Linked DNA regions of Mus musculus: regions 1 and 2 are each linked to region 3. The links are chromatin contacts, called in public Hi-C and promoter capture Hi-C maps. All regions are on one chromosome and are shown on one strand. Each heading gives the region's core, a stretch centred on a gene start, on an enhancer-like site or on the middle of the called end of the contact. The rest is flanking DNA. Distances are from core to core; before and after follow the strand shown. Region 1 overlaps Bcas3 (breast carcinoma amplified sequence 3). Region 2 overlaps Bcas3 (breast carcinoma amplified sequence 3). Region 3 holds the start of Bcas3os1 (breast carcinoma amplified sequence 3, opposite strand 1).

Region 1 (3,384 bases), core at 734-3,233, 310 kb before region 3:
TCCTCTATTGAAATGACAGCTGCAAACTGGAAAGACCAGGAAGTAGATCCAGTGTTGAAGGAGTGAAGGATTGGCTCTGTGTAGATGGACTTCAATTGTAATTAATTTTGTATAGAAATAGTGTAGGCTTTGGATCAGTTAAATTTCAACTCATGCTTGGATTTAAAAGTCAGATTATTAATTGTTAAATCCGATTTGTAGGAGAAGCAGAAATAATCCATTCTAAAATATGTTTGAACAGACATGTTATTTTATTTAAAAATTTTTATATAGTAACAAAAACCATGTATTTTGGAGTACCATGTAGTGTTTGGATCTTGAACAAATATTTTGTTTGTTTGTTTGTTTGTTTGTTCCTTTTTAGCTTTGGAGACAGAGTCAGGCCCTTAATTTGCGGAGTTCCTCCTGCCTCAGCTTTCCCTGTGCTGAGCCTGAGAGGCGCCCAGCACACCTGACTTTTGGTTTTCCTTTTTGGTTCCACTTCCACGTTGAGTCTCTGAACTCAGACTTTGAAGATTTCTTGTGCATAGTTTATAGTATTCTGAAAAGTTTTCTTCAGTATATCTCTGGTGCTTATTTTCAAGTTTAAAAATAATATTTACCGTTTGAAATTTCTCAGAAGTTTCTTCTCCCCCCTCTGCCTCCTCTCCTCCCTACATCCTCCCTCCATTCCTCTCTTTTCCTGTCTTTGTTTGTAGCTGAGGATGACCTTGATCTGGACCTCCTGCCTCTACGTCCAGAGTGCTAGGTCTGCAGCCATGAGCTGCCAAGCCTAGTACGTCCACAGTACTAGGAATGGAACCTCGGGCCTTGAGCCTCTGGGCAGGCACTGCTTGGCTGAGCTTCTGCTGTCCCAGAGCGCCCTTCAAGGCTTCTGCATCCATTTCAGTTTTTCTTATCATCACTATCTGCCCATTTCCTGGAAATCAGTAAAGATGGTGATATAATTTTCCCTGTCGAGACACTTTTTAAAACTACTTACTGTAGAGCCTTGACTGTATATAGTTGTCCTCGCCAAACTCCCAGCTGACTCCCAGCTCTGAAGCCTCACCTTCATCGCCCTGTGGAGCCTGTTTCCTGCAGTCTTCAGGTGGATAGTGCTTTTCTGTCTGTTTTTCGTCCTGGGCCTGTTCTCTTTCCCAGAGGAGACACACATGATAAAGATCTGACATTAGTGTTTGGGAAGCTCAGAGATGGAGGAGTCCCAGGCATGGGAAAGGTGGGTTCAATATTAAGCATTAATGCTGTCATTTAATCCTTGCTCACCTGGAGCTTTGGGCTCTGCTCTCTGGAGAGCTGCCTTTCAGTTGGTTGGGAATGGGGAGGGTGAGTTAAGTTGTCTGGAAGTAAAGGTTTTGCCATCTGAGAGTCTCTCAAGTAGCCGCTGACAAGCCAGCCCTTTTTATTTTATTTAGATGGGTTCCTTCACATCCAGTCCCAAGTGTACCTGGTACAATCACTTACTGTGCCTTTTATAACCCTGTAGATAAAGTCTCTTTAGTCTTTGGGTGTTTTTCCACCACTGGGGCCTTCAGCTTTTACCTAGAGCTGCTAAATTCACCAGTACTCATCTCTTTGTAAAATTTGTTGGGGTTATTACATATTTAAAAACTTTATTTAGTAATTGCTTTTCTAGAATTTTTAGAGAGAATAACTTAAGAGCATGTTTTCATCCGCCCAGCTTGTGTTCCTATTTAAAACAAACACTAGCTTGACTCCTGACATTTGGCTTCTTGTTTTTTTTTTTTTTTAGATATTTTCTTTATATACATTTCAAATGCTATCCTGAAAGTTCCCTATACCCTCCCTCCGCCCTGCTCCCCTACCCATCCACTCCCGCTTCTTGGCTTCTTGCTTAAAGTGAACACAGACATTTTATAGTAAATTTATGTATCACACGGACTGAAAACCAGAAGGCAGAAACTATTTCCTCATTGACAAGTTTCTTTCCACTTCCCTGTGTTCTAATTTCCGTTGCCTCTCCTGTCAACAGTGAGCATGACTTTTCTGTGCCTCGGGAAGTGTGGACATCAGTATAGATGCTGGAGGGTCTGCGTCTTCCCACTGTTGTGTGCTCCCCCTTCCCCACTCTAGCTGCTGCCTTGGCAGTGTTTACATTCAGCACGGCTTGTCTGCAGCTGTGCGGCATGGACGTTTCCCTGCACATTTGACTCTTTCTTCCTTCACTATTTTAAACATTGCTGGAGTAAGTAATCATGTATGTGAGTTCTCTCTCATCTCTGAGTGTACCTGTAGGATAAAATTGCAGGGGCAATATTTGTGCATTCAATACTTTTTGAATTTATAATTTTGATTAATTAAATTTGATAAATCTATCAAAATTTAAATCTTGTGTTTGATGAACATAAAATCATAGGACTATAATTACATTTTAAGTGGAAATTATTTAAGAGATTTATTTTATATATTATTTGCATGATTGTGTTTATGACACTGTGTGTGTGTGTGTGTGTATGAGAGAGGAAGAGGAAGGAGGGGTGCATATATGTCCCTTGGAAGTACATATGGAGTCAGAGGACAACTCGTGGGAATTTGTTCTCTCCTTTTGTGGGTTCTGGGGATTTAACTCAGGATGTCAGTTCTTGCCCAGCAAACAGACTTTTATCCAAAGTATTAGGAATAATCTATAAGATGGATCAGGTGATGATCCATTTGTTTGTATCACTATCAATTCCTCTCCTATGAGATCATTCTGGATAGTTTTATTTATCTATTTTTGATCTAAAGAATCTTGACCAGGTCAGTGGCACTCAGTAGACAGAGGCAGGCAGATTTCTTTGAGCTCAAGGCCTGCTAGGCTGCTCTACAAAGCAAATTCTAGGCCAGCCCGAGCTATACAGCGAAAGACCTTGCATCCACATACATACATACCTAATACAAACATACCAACTCCTTAAAATTTAGCAACAATATTGTGAAGGAGCAAAAAGTTTCTCTTCTGATCTCTTGACCTCACATAGTTGGTGACTGCAGATTAGGATGGTGTGAGAGACAGGCATGGCAGAGAAACTTGCACATGGTGTGTGACAGAGTTTTGCATCAGTGTTGGCATCTCCCCAGGAAAGTAGAGACAAAAAGTGGCTGACAGTCCTGTTGGCATTTGTGGAGTCAAGAATTGACTTAACTGCACTCACTCAGGTTTGCTTGTCTTTCATTCTTTCCTCCCAGGGAAGTGAGGGAGAGTCTGCCATGTGGAGTTTCCCTCTTTTCAGGATGTATGAAGAGGGTAGTCTGACTGTCCTCATAGCTCTCTGTTCTTTAGGTGACTTAATTAAAATCAGAAATTTCTCTTGTGTGGTTGAACATCCTTTCATGTCATTTAGACCCATAATATATTGATATTATTTTAATTACATTTTTTCA
Region 2 (3,125 bases), core at 447-2,946, 290 kb before region 3:
AGACCCTAGATTGCAGCATAAGTCCCCAGTGTCTTTTAGACCATGAATGGGAAAGAGGTGAGACAGGAAGTTGTGCATAGTCACTTAGTGGGAAAGGTCATATGGCGTGAAGTGAGGAGGCTGTGTTTTGCAGGGCCCTTGGAGGTTCGTTCTGCTGTGTGCTCCGTGGAGCCATGGTGCCCCTTTATGCCTGGGTAGTTCTTACTCATACTGCACAGTAGTGTGGACCAAGTAGTTTGGCTTTTGAAAAAGAATTCTTTTGTATTTTTTCTTATTTTATTGGAAAACATTGACAACATCATAATCCCATCAAAGTATTATTGTTTTATGCTCATAAACAAATGGATATTATTTAAAAATATATTTTTGTATTCAAGGGTTATTACTGTTATTCTATCATAAGGCAGTTTTATTCCCCTTAAGTTCATTGTTTACAAAGGCATTGGATTGAGTTCTTGATACTGATTTTATTCTGTCACAAAATCATGATGGTGAGGGCTATGGCTCAGACTCTATTAGCATTTTGTTTTTCAAACAGCAAGTTCAGTGAGGGTTAAAGCAGAGAGCTAACTGTCCTGATGTGGGTGTAGGCAAAGGCACTTGTAAGGATGAGATGGAGAAGGTGCTTTGATTGCCCTGCAGTTTTAAATTATTGAAACTCACGTGTCTAATATGTCTTTTATGTCTTGAATATAACAGTCTATATTTCTCTGTGTGAAAAATCTGAAACACTGTAAAAAACAGTGAGAGATCTCTGCCTTGACTGTAAATTCACTTTACTCCCGAATCATTTCCGGTTTTGGTGAGAATTGAGAGGATACCTATGGATAGGTTTGTCAGCTTTGTTTCTTTCTCTAACAAGGGAAAAGAAAAGCTTTGGTTAGGAAGAATCAGAGAGTGGGATAAACAGCTGCAGTGCAGGTCTGTGAGTCACTCGTCAAACAGCAGTGTGGGAGAAATGATAACACACTCATCTACCATGAAAGATAAAACTGCTGCGATCGCAGCCATTTTAAATTATTAAATGCTGTAAACGCCATAAAGTTAATTAGAAGAGGAACAAGCTCTACAAAGATAAATGTGTTTTCAATATGATCTGTAGGGAGGGGTACAGTGAACAGGGAGGAAATTTATTTCTGGCAGGACTCTAGCCATGGAACTGTGGCTGAACTTTTTACCCTAATTACCTCCTGCTAATGCCTGCAGCGGTCTGGAATCAAAGCGGCGCTTCAGGCCCTGGAAATTCTCTGATGTGGCGAACGTTTGTTGTGTGAGGAGGGTTTCTTAAGAAAAAGCAGAATATTGTGACAGAATTAAAAAAAAATTTCTCAGTTACCACCCACCTCACTTGTTGCCTGCAAAAATAGAGTAATTGTTTGCATCTGTGTCTTCCTTTCCCCTAAGAAATAACTGTCATAAATCAATGTGACAGAGAGCCAGTAAGCTGAGGCTTGCTAGACTTAGGTTTTTATTTTAATTTTTTTTTCCTTTTCAAAGTTTCTACTTTAAGATTTGGGTCCAAAAGTATAAAGAAGCTTTGTGTGTGTGTGTTAAAGTCCCCCTTTAAAAAGGAGAACTCAGGCCCTAACGCGTGCTTTATGAAATGAATTCTGAAGACATTTAGTGTCAGTGTGACCACAGTTTACTGGCTTAGTCCTCGAAGCAGAGATGGGAATTTGCAGACTCCATTGTTAGTACTCTGGGGACTGAGAAGGAGCAGAGGGAAAGCTCCCAGTATCCCCTGAGGTCCAGAGGATTCGTCAGTCTTGCAGAAGATTGCTGGCCTCCTGTATACATGTGTGGAAAATTCTCTGCAGAGAGCGTTTCTGTGCTCTAGCCACAGGTGTAGGCGCCAAGATGGAATATTATCCAGCCTGGTGTCCAGGTCTCTGTGACCTCGGATCTCCAGTTCCAGGCTTTCCCAGTCTTCCTGAAGGACTTTTTAGGTAATTCATGGCAGAAGGAAGGGCAGCAGCGTGATGGCTTCTTAAAGCCATGGAAGTCATCACTTCAGGGAGAAACCTGGTTTGGCGGCCAGAAAGGACGGCTATAATTTTTACAGTTCGGATGCTGTGAATTTTTTTTTTTTTGATCCTGGGCAGTAAAGTGAATTTTTATTCCTTGTAACAGAATATTAAATTTCATTCAAGGCTGTGCTGAGACCCACATCCTTGTGTGATTAGGTCACTAATTGCTCCAGTGTAACGGTGGCATTTTTCTTTTTCACCTGTGACCATGCAACTGCATGGTTTTGTGTATGAGGGTATTTCTTTGAACTCCCAAATTTCAAATCATGTTACAAATAATTACTGTCTTCTTCTCTACCCAGGGTAAGTTGTATTCAGTCCCAAGACAATGATATGTGTTCACATCTAATGGATTACTTCAGAATTAAATTGCTCATGTTAAAGGCAATATGCAGCTTACAGTCCCCTTGTTATTTTACGTTCCCTTGCTTTGCTCCGTTCTACCTGTGAGTCAAACTGTGTATGTGTCTGTCTAATAAGTAATGGTATTGTCAAGACATTTTAACAGGCTTTGTTTAGTTATATATCTGTTTCTGTAAATTTTTAAATAATTATAAACCTTTATTTTTAGACAATCTTACTACATACATAGTCCTGTTGGTCTGAAACTCATTGTGTAGACCAGACTAAACCACAGAGATCTCCAGCCTCTGCCTGGAGTGCTGGGATAAAGGTGTGAACAGCTGTGCCAGGTGCAAAATAGTTTCATGAAGAGTAACTAGGTTTAACACTATACCTGGGTGTTCCTCGGTAGCAGACAGCTAACATTTGTGTATTCAGTACTGTTTAGTAGCACCGGTTCAGGTTCTACAAGCTGAATAGTGTTATTCCGGTATTGTGGCACAGAATAATCGCAGCACTCTGGAAAATCAGGGGAGTCGAGTCTAGTCTGAGGCTCTTGGAACAGAAGAGCGAGCGAGCCTGTTAGGCCATGCAGAAGGTGTAGATAGTGAGAGGTTTGAATCACACCCAAAATAGAAGTAAGGCATCAGTGTTTGAGGCACAACTGGCTCCTGACCCACTCCTTGTGTAAACAGTTGAAAATTATTTTATTGTTAATGTTCATGTGTGTGCCTGATGCCTGGTAGAGCCTGAGGA
Region 3 (3,244 bases), core at 693-3,192:
AATATGAGACCTTCGTTTAGTCTGTTCAAACACGAGCAACAAGCTGCTCAGGGGGCTCATGACTGTTCAGTGAAATGCACATGCCGTGTGCACACACTTCCCAAACTCTTGTTTCCACTTCAGTTCTAACTGATGCTTTCCGTCTCGACTCCCACTTCTTGCCTAGAGGAGCCCTGTGTGTGTGACAGACTTGTTACTAAGCATCTCCCTAGCATGCCTTACCTTCCTAGCTTCATTCATGTGCTCGTGCCCCTCGCCTCTGACGAGCCCTCCTTCCAGCAGGGTCTTCCCCAAAATTCCCATGAACACATCACAAAATGGATTAAGTATTATAGCAGAAAGATGCTCACTCCTTACGCCCTGGCCTTCTAATAAGGGTGATGGGCCTGGGATATGCCCTCTGTCATGTGTTCTGGTCTTACAGGGGAGGAAACAGAGAACACTGGCCAAATATTGACCACTGACTGTCCCATCCTGTTGTAGCATATGGACTTGTGTTTGTAATTCCTCTGAGATAAGATTTTTACCATCCCTTGTAATTTTATTAATCCATTCTAGACTGACAGATGTTGCCATGAGCCTTGAGCTCTTGAGGATTCTTGTTTCATTTCTGATTAGATGATGAGTTTCCTTCTTAAACCCAAGGGTCTATGTATGCACAGCCCTTCTCTCCTAAAGAGCTTGTTTGGGTGCCAGAAAGAACCTTGCTGTTCCCTGGCTGGTACTGGATATCACTTTTCTATATCTGAGCCCTTTCTAACTGGTTCCCTCTTGCAAAGGTAGCACCCAGTATGCTGTCAGTGCTGAAGTAGTAGCAGCTGCTAGATGGGTTTTACTTTTACTTGTGTTTTTATTTTGAAGGGACCTGAGGATAATAAGGGGTGCCCAGAGGACTAATCTGTGGATCTCCATTCTTCTCGAGAGCACACAGAATTTGAGAACACTGAAACTGAGCCAGATAATGACCCAGAGGTCTGCTAAATGTTCCAGGGTGGTTGGCTCTTTGTTCTCACTTATTAGAGTCCAGCTCCGCCTTTCATAGCACAGTAATTGCTGCAGGGCTTGGGCCCAGGTGATCTGTCTCACAGGCCAAGCTGAGGTTGTCTGTTACCGTCCTTTACCGGTCTCTGGCAACAATGGGAAGTGCTACCCCTGAAAGCAGGTTGGTTAGCATCTGGAGCTCAATGAACCTGTTGAACTTTTCCAGCCATTTTGTTTTTTCCTTTCCATCAACCTACTTCTAAGAGGCTCATGTTCTGTTCCAAGGGCACCAGCCTTCGAGTGGGCACTTGTCCATTCCTGGCCTAGGGCAATCAGGTTGGAGATCTCCCGTAGACACCAGACACCCCCTATCTCTCCAACTCTCCTGTTGGCTGATCCCCTTAGTGCTTCTAGGGCACTTGAGGTCATCTTTTGTCCAAAGGAGTGCCACTGTGGCATCTCACCGAGCAGGACTGTGGGTACTCTCCCCATTGCTTTGGACAGACTTGACAATGCCTCTCTGTGTTAAGCACTGTGCGCAGCTCCCTCGAAGTAGGCTGTCATCAGTCCTCACATTTGCCCTGCCGCGGCTGTTCATACACCCGTTTCACAGGTGAGTGTAGGAGAAGTGAAGTAACTTGCTGACGGGTGAGCCGAAAGACCTGGAAAGTCTCCTTCTCCCGCTCTTTACAGAAAGCCCCTGAGACCCCGGTGGTGATTCGTTTACACCAGTGTCCTCAGAGATTCCCAGGTCGCCAATTCAGTGATATGAGCCGAATGCATACAAGAGTTAGTGTGAAAACAGATTGCCACCGCCTTACAAGAAAGTCAGAGAAGCCAAAGTACATTCGACAAATTGGAAGTGAAAAGCTCAAGTAAAAATATTCAGTTTAAGATCATGCGCTGGTACTTACATGAGGTCTATGGAAAATGAGGGAGCCAGCATCGGGTTTCTGGAATATGCAATTTTACAATGGGAACGTGTTATAAAATGTTCAGCCACTGTTGTTTGCCTTGGAATTTAGGGTGAGAGACATGACGGCTGACAACTCTCTTCCTGTTGTAGGTCAGGGCTTCAAGGAACTCTGTAATCTTCCCACCAGCTTTCTTCTCTCCTGGAACTCACGGGTAAAATTAGATGCTGGCTGGACTTCAGTAGTTGAAGGCTTTCAGAAGCCAAGTCAGACAACTGCAACGGCTGCTCTCTCACAGCCCCACGTCGGGAGACACTCTGTACAGACTAACACAGTTTAGTAAACTGATAAGTGTCCTGACAGTCACTGCGTAATAAACAAAACAATGCCACAGGCGTAGAAGGGAGTTGCCTTCCTGTGGGTAACCTCAGAAACAGGGCAGGCTTGGGGGTCTCTCTATTCACATCTCTCTGTTGCTCCCCAAATGTGATGTATACTAAGCTTAAAAAAACAAAAACAAAACAAACAAACAAACAAACAAACAAAAAAACCCTAGACACCCCATGTGAAGATTCAGTTGGAATTGTTTTATGCATTTGAATAGACTCTGAGAGGCAGACATGGTGAAAGGGGTGTGGGAAGAGACCATTGAAAGAGTGAGTGTGCTCTGCTCGCAACCCAGCCTCGGACACATTTATCTAATTTGACACATTTTGCCTGGAAGTCACAGGAATAGACTGAGGTCCCCACCCCACCCCCCCTTGCCCGACTCAGAATATAAAGAGCCAGAGACTAAAACCAGACTAAAAAGGGCTAACCCATTAGGGAAGTACCTCCCTGGGGAGCGGGTGGGCAGGGGAAGGAGGTTAGATGGCAGTTATTAAACACTGAATCAAGAATCTGCTCTGCAGAGCTGCTGCCCCGGGAAGCCTTTCTTCCCAGGCTGAGGCCTGAGCTGGCCAGGAGCAGGGGCTCTGCTTATTCTCCGCTGCAGGATGCTACCCCTTGACCCTTTATAAGGCAGCCTTGCTTGATTACTCCTTTTAATTCCAGGCTCAAAACAGCTTGTAAAGTTGTGTTGTTTTTTCTTTTTATCATTCCTCCCCAGATTGTGTGGGCCACACTGTAGCAAGATTTCCCCTCTGTCCACATCTGTTTTCCAACCTCATTACTCTTCAGTTATTACATTAAAAAAAAAAAAAAGCTGTTTATTTCTTCCCTGCATGTTTTCCCCCCGAGTTTCAAAACCTAAAATGGTAACTGATGTGCTGTTGGATGGGACCATCTTCATGATCTCGGGTGGACATGCTGGTCTTCGCATAAATGCACAGGAATAGATTGAACCTTCT

Evidence for each region. Promoter capture Hi-C pulls out the DNA fragments that hold promoters and counts their contacts. Hi-C and Micro-C count contacts between places; a contact is called where the count stands out from the background.
Region 1: a contact with region 3 is called in a promoter capture Hi-C map of maxillary cranial neural crest. The contact joins the enhancer-like site here to the promoter of Bcas3os1 in region 3. A contact is called at or near these places in 5 of 39 promoter capture datasets (the 3T3-L1 cell line, cranial neural crest, liver and 1 more), 2 of 484 Hi-C or Micro-C datasets (both in uterus) and 1 of 115 datasets of contacts at active chromatin or transcription factors (epiblast stem cells).
Region 2: a Hi-C map of uterus shows a contact between it and region 3, with 7 times the contacts expected there. The contact joins the enhancer-like site here to the promoter of Bcas3os1 in region 3. A contact is called at or near these places in 4 of 39 promoter capture datasets (cranial neural crest, fetal liver, maxillary cranial neural crest and 1 more) and 3 of 484 Hi-C or Micro-C datasets (all in uterus).

What each region holds. Positions count from the first base shown.
Region 1 is chr11:85,410,423-85,413,806 of GRCm38.p6, forward strand. All of the region lies in intron 6 of Bcas3 (breast carcinoma amplified sequence 3), which reads left to right. Among named protein-coding and RNA genes, the nearest start is that of Bcas3, 59 kb to the left of the region's middle. Within about 2 kb of position 1,984, at least 3 of the 459 cell types and tissues checked have an H3K27ac peak or open chromatin away from gene starts, as enhancers often do.
Region 2 is chr11:85,430,020-85,433,144 of GRCm38.p6, forward strand. All of the region lies in intron 7 of Bcas3 (breast carcinoma amplified sequence 3), which reads left to right. Among named protein-coding and RNA genes, the nearest start is that of Bcas3, 78 kb to the left of the region's middle. Within about 2 kb of position 1,697, at least 24 of the 459 cell types and tissues checked have an H3K27ac peak or open chromatin away from gene starts, as enhancers often do. A contact at or near this core is called in uterus, where this site is marked.
Region 3 is chr11:85,717,802-85,721,045 of GRCm38.p6, forward strand. It overlaps Bcas3os1 (breast carcinoma amplified sequence 3, opposite strand 1), which reads right to left and starts at 1,943. Exons shown (of 6, transcript NR_045875.1): 1 at 1,896-1,943. All of the region lies in intron 22 of Bcas3 (breast carcinoma amplified sequence 3), which reads left to right. RefSeq lists an enhancer at 270-3,244.